Linked DNA regions of Pan troglodytes: region 1 is linked to region 2. Evidence: chromatin contacts called from public Hi-C data. All regions are on one chromosome and are shown on one strand. Each heading gives the region's core, a stretch centred on a gene start, on an enhancer-like site or on the middle of the called end of the contact. The rest is flanking DNA. Distances are from core to core; before and after follow the strand shown. Region 1 overlaps RPUSD4 (RNA pseudouridine synthase D4). Region 2 holds the start of CDON (cell adhesion associated, oncogene regulated).

Region 1 (2,700 bases), core at 183-2,682, 130 kb after region 2:
CCAGAGTTGCCTAAAGTCCAGGCACGGGAGACAGGACAGGGACAAAGCCCCTCCGACAGGAAGCAGCCAGTGGCTGGCACTGATCAGGTGCACACAAAGGTGTCTGTGTTCCTGTCTGGCCCCTCCCCAGCAGGCCCTGGACCCTGCCCTCTCCATCCCATCTTTCCCAGGCGTCCTGAGCTGCCTGGCCTTTTCAGCGATTACTGGCACAGGATACCAGCACTGACAGCTCTTGTCACAGTCCCCCAGGCCTCATTCATGCTGGAGAGGTGAGGACAGCTTAATTCCCAAACTCAGACACAGGATTGCCTGCCAGATAGGGCATGGGGCTGCCACTGACCCCCACCCCTCCCTCCCTAGGAGGTGGGCACCTGGGAACAAAGCCTCTGGTGTCCCCTCTGCTCTCCTCCCTCCTCTGACCTCCCCTTCCCCTCTTTCTGCACCAAACAGCAGGTGCTGATGGCAGCTAAATTGTCCAGGGATGAGTGATGCTGGGTGCTTAGGAGGATGAGAAGGAAAGAGCTTTGGACATGACAACCTCAACCCTTCCCCACTCCAGCCCCCATTTGGGGACAGAGAAAGGAATTGATGTCAGATGTAGGGGCTTCCCTTAGCCCCAGTATTCTGAGCTTCTGGCCCCCACACCAGGAACCAAGGAGCACTGGCTTCATGCCAACACCTTCAAACCACCCCACACTCCGTGTGGAACCCAAGGCCCTTCAGGAGCTGTCGGACAGCCCCAGGGAGCTGCTGGCCATGCTGTGTTCTCCTGGCATCTTCCCACTCCCAGGCCAGCCACCTTGGCTGGGGGTATCTGCCATGACCTTCACTCCCTGAGCCCTTGGTCTTCACATCTATGGTGGACAATCCCAGATGGGGGTTCCCCAAGTCCCGCCCAGTTTGGGAAACAACTGTGCCCCCTCCCATTTCCGAGGCCATCTCCTAAGCTAGCCTGGGAGCTCCTCACATGTGCTCCTGAGGTTCTAACAACCACTTGGGCACGGCCTGCCCTCTCCGGAGTCAAAGCCACTAATTCAGCTTGGAATGCCCTTCTCCATATGCAGTGTGGAGGAACTGACCCCCTTTTTCTGCTTTTCCTTTCCTAGTTCTCCCCCAAACTACAGTCAGAATAGCAGAGTTAGGGCTGTTCTTCATTCCCATTAGGACTCTAGAAAAACAGACTAATGGCCCCAAAAAGCGTAACCGCATGACCCTCCTCCTCTAGAGAAAGTGCTAGAAATCTAATCGGGCAGCAACATAGCACCGTGGGTAAGGCCATGCGTCCAGGCCTGTTTCCTGGCTTTCTAGGTGCGTGCCCTCAGGCAGTCTGCCCAAGCTGATTTCCTCATCTCTGAAATATCTCCTTTGTGGAAGCACTGCGGGATTCAATGAGCTTACACAGCACAGCCCCAGCACCGTGCCTGGCTCGCGGCCAGTGTCCGATAGAAGCCAGCCTCTGCTGCTGTGACCACCTTCCCCAGCAGTGGCTGGTGTGTGCTATGGGCTGACTGTCTCTCCCAAATTCCTGTGTTGAAGCCTCAACCCCAGTACCTCAGAATGTGACGACCCTTGGAGATAAGCCTTTAAGGGGGTGAGTCCATTGAAATGGAGCCTCGAGGACGTGCCCTCACCCACTCTGACCAGTGTCCCTGTAAGAAGAGGCAATCAGACCACAGGCCACACCGAGGAGAAGCTGTGTGAGCGCACACAGAGAAGGCAGCCATCAGCAACAGAGAGGCCTCCAGAGAAACCAAGCCTGCCAACACCTGGATCTTGGACTTCCAGCCTCCAGAACCATGAGCAAATGAATTTCTGTTGTCTAAGCCACCCAGGCTGTGATATTTCGTTATGGCAGCCCCAGCAAACTGTGATATTTTGTTATGGCAAGCTGCAGTGTGACCAGTCACTGCCTGGGATGCCAGGCCCCAGAAAGGACGGGAAGGGCCCGGGCAGGATAGTAAAAGGCCCGATGTCCAGGTCCCTTCTGGGAGGCTTCACTTCCAAGTACAGTCTGGATTTCTAAACTGGATCCAAACATTGAGTTTCTACACTGCCCTTCTCTGAGATGCTGAATTTGTGGGTTCTAGTAAGGGATTAGGGGTGTTGTGTCTTCTCCCGAATAAGTAATCTCGGCATAACCAGACTTAGGGTCTTGAAACTAGAAAGGATCTCAGAGATTGTCTTATCTAGAGACTGAGATCATCAACTTTGTCTCAACTGCCCATTTTACAGGTGAGGAAACTGAGGTCTGGAAAGATGGTGACACAGCTAGCTAGCGGCAGAATTTAAAAAGAACCCAGTTGCCTTGTCTTTCCATTAGGAGACCTGCCTTCCTGCTCCAAGTGTACACTCGCTCATCCCTGGCTGGGATCTGGGAAGGCTGGAGAGAGGAGAATCGGGACTTCTCTTTTGGTCTCTCAGCACCTGGTTCACTGGAGAAACACAGGTTAAGAGTGGGGCTCCCAAGTTAGACGGATGGGTCAAAACCTAGTTCTGCTGTGTACAGATGTGGCCTCGGGAAATCAATGGACCACTCTGGGCTTCATGTTCATCATCTGTAAAATGGAAATAAAAACAAGGAAGAATAGTATATCCCTCACAAGGCTATTATGGGGAGCTTTTAAACATAACAGGCTCCACATAGGCCACAAAGGTCGAATGCAGAAATTACCACAAGTGTTGGCTTTCGGGGGTCCGTGT
Region 2 (3,072 bases), core at 535-3,034:
CAAACAAAGACAGATTTCCCAAACACTGGGAAGTTTTTGCATGAAAGTTAAACAATATACATTTGTGTGTTTCTTAATAGAAATATAAATGTTTCTGTTCTACACACTGCCAAACACACACCCAGGGCACGTCTTTACAAAATGAAACAGGTTTTCTCCATCCTTCTCATATAACTTCAAGTATGAGGCAGTTCATTCCAACATGTGCATAACAGAGACTGCAGTATTTGGTGCTTCTCGGGTTCCGAAGAATGCTTTCTAGTTAAGCACTAATTTAAAATTTCCAGAAAATTTTTTGAAGGTTTTCTTTCATCTTATCTTAAAAGTTGAACTATCCCCAAATTTTCAGCTAAAAATAGACTGAGGGTGGGGGAGAACTATAAAATGTCATAGAATGTTTAGAATTATGCTGACAATAAACTCATTTCATTTTCTAACACCCTCCTCACCTTCCTCTCCTTGGAGACACTGTCCACTAGGTATGCCAAGTGTCAGTTGGGAATCTGAGGGTTATGTTATCAGCGCCGAAAGGAATCAGAATTCACTGACTTGGCGTCTTTCATCTTTACTAGCATAGGCCTGAAAATAAATCTCATGTGAGCTTTTAGTCCAACCTCCTGTTTTTCAAGGTGTCTGGTTTGGGACACAAAGGCTGACTTTCTGTTGATGAGGTTCTCTAAATTCTGGATTCCCACTGGAAAGCAGTCTGCCCTTAAAGCACCTGCCACCCTCTGTCGTCCTGATGAGGAAGGGCAGGCATTCTGGAAACAGCTCCTTTTGGAGAGCCTTCCACCTGATTTGGTGGGGTTCGGGAGAACAATGAAGGGAAGGGCAAGAGAGTCTATCTATCCCCCTCAGTGATTTATTGCTGAAATTCCTAGATGTGGAGAGAAAGCAACAAAGGTCCGGAAGCTGCCGACAGAAATAAATAGCGAGCTGTAATGTATTTAGCAAATGATAATGCAGTCCACAGAAGGCTTCACAGAGGAGAAGGAAAAATACACTCCCTGGGGCTGGGAAGTCACTGAGTCTTGTGAAGGCAGAGAAAGATACATTGTGCAGGAAACTTCTCTTGCTTCTCCCTACACATAAATCACTGTCTCTCGCGGGCGCTCTGCAGGGATGGAGATTGAGAGGCCAGGGACCCGGCTCCCTTGGGAAAACGCGCGGGCGCCCTAGCTCCCCGCTCTGCGGCATCTCACCTGCCCCCGAGGACCATCGTCAAGAAGAGGTTTCGTCTTGTCACTGACACCTCACCCCGCCTCCTCCCGCGAGGTGCCTCCGAGCCCCCGAGGACGCGGAACGCCGGGGCTCCCCGCCGGGCAGGCATCAGCATCCAGACCCCGCACGCAGCCCTGGACCCCCACGCCCTCCGGGGAACGCCGGCCCGCCCGTCCCCGGGACCTCCCGTCCCCTAAGCCAAGGCCCCCCAAGCCCAGTGCCCGCGCGCCACCCCTCCATCCGACCCTGCGGCGGGACCCCCGCCCCCGCACCTCTCCGCGGGGCTGGCTAAGCCTCCAGACCTCCTGCGCTGCAACCGGCTCGGAAAGCCACCCCCAGGTCATCCCACCGCGCGCGCGCGACGGCGGCTACGGTGGCGGCGGCTGCGATCCGAACGGGCCCCTCCATGCACCGCGCAGGGCAGAGGAGGGAACGACGCCTCGCACGCCGGGGCGGGGGCGCTGGGCAGGGCGGGCGGGCGTGCGTGGGGTCCCGGGTCTCCTCGCACCTAGCCGCGCGAGCCGGGCTCCCGGGCTCAGGGGAGGGGAGCTGGGGGGCGGAGTCACCGGGGCGCGCCCCCGCGGCTGCGCTCCTCCCCGCCGGGGAGCGCGGGCACGTAACTCGGCGGGTGCTGGGCCGGCCCGGAGCACGCGAGCAGCGGGAGGAGGGACCGGGGAAAGACTGACGGAGGCGGGCCGTAGAGGCCGCCGCGCCCCGCCGGCCCGCACCCAGCCGGAGGGTGCGCGCGCAGCCTGCCAGATCAGCGGCGGGGGCACGGGACGTACCAAGTGACGGAGGGGGGCACGCTCTGGGCAGGACCCTCTCCTCGTCATTGACCTGCCTACTCTGCAAGAGAGATACCCCAGAGGAGCATAGAAGAGGCTCTTCTTGGGTTTAGGACAGGTAAGGATGAGTTGCCTTACCAAGTCACGGAGATTCCCATCATGCCTGCACTCACGCTCCCCTCACCTTTCATTCCCTTGGAGAGGCGGCTCTTCTGGCAGGTCTCCAAATGGTCGACTCTGTCCCCCGAGGCCCCGCCCTAGCCTCGCTCCGGCCCCGCCCCTCGCTCCGCCCCGCCCCGCCCCTCGCCTCTACCTAAGTTCTCTGAGCCGCCAACGGGTGCATCCCTTCTCCCGGTTCTTGCCTGGTCTCTGTTAGGGTTCCGGCGGCCCACCGCTTATACCTCCTTCTCCTTTCCACCACTTTCCATGTTTAGTTCCTTAGGCAGCTTCATCTGATTCCCCCACCACCACCCACCCGCCCTGCCTGCACATACACGCAAGCAGGTAGCAAAACTCAGGGGCTAGGAGAGGCGTGGTGTGTCCTGGTGGCCTTTGGCCCCAGAGTCTTTCCAACTCGTCCGTTGGACCTGCCCCAAGTTATCTGAACTCAATGAACTTCAGTTGTTCAAACAGAAAAAAGAAAAATAAATTTCTATTCAAAATGTTGCTGTGAAGCATAAATACGATACTTTGTGAAAAGCACCTGCCACTCAGTGGGCATTCAAGGACTGTAACTTCTTTATAAATTGTTATTATTAGCAGTTAGCTCTTTTTTCCCCATCATCATTACTTACTATTAGCTTAACTACAAAAGGAGCCCTAATAATAGTTAAGTTTATAAATACTCAGTACTGAACTTCAGGAGAAATATGCCAGTCCTCCCTTACCTTCTTACGTGAATTTTAAAAAGAAATGCTTTGAAAGTGTGGTATTGTTCAAGCAGGTTAGCTTTCTGCATTAGCTAGATTCAGGGTTTTTGTAAAGCCCCTGGAAAGAAAGTCAGTACAGGAGGGAAAAAAAAAAAACACAACTTTTTTTTTAAGACGGAGTCTCACTCTGTCGCCCA

Evidence for each region. A called contact is a pair of places that touch in the nucleus more often than the background predicts.
Region 1: a Hi-C map of stem cell-derived neural progenitor cells shows a contact between it and region 2, with 4 times the contacts expected there. The contact joins the enhancer-like site here to the promoter of CDON in region 2. A contact is called at or near these places in 2 of 7 Hi-C or Micro-C datasets (induced pluripotent stem cells and stem cell-derived neural progenitor cells) and 1 of 1 datasets of contacts at active chromatin or transcription factors (stem cell-derived excitatory neurons).

The regions. Positions count from the first base shown.
Region 1 is chr9:128,120,714-128,123,413 of NHGRI_mPanTro3-v2.0_pri, forward strand. The region is part of intron 7 of RPUSD4 (RNA pseudouridine synthase D4); the gene reads right to left. Among named protein-coding and RNA genes, the nearest start is that of RPUSD4, 21 kb to the right of the region's middle. Within about 2 kb of position 1,433, at least 3 of the 24 cell types and tissues checked have an H3K27ac peak or open chromatin away from gene starts, as enhancers often do. A contact at or near this core is called in stem cell-derived neural progenitor cells, where this site is marked.
Region 2 is chr9:127,992,710-127,995,781 of NHGRI_mPanTro3-v2.0_pri, forward strand. It overlaps CDON (cell adhesion associated, oncogene regulated), which reads right to left and starts at 1,785. Exons shown (of 20, transcript XM_009424449.5): 1 at 1,494-1,785.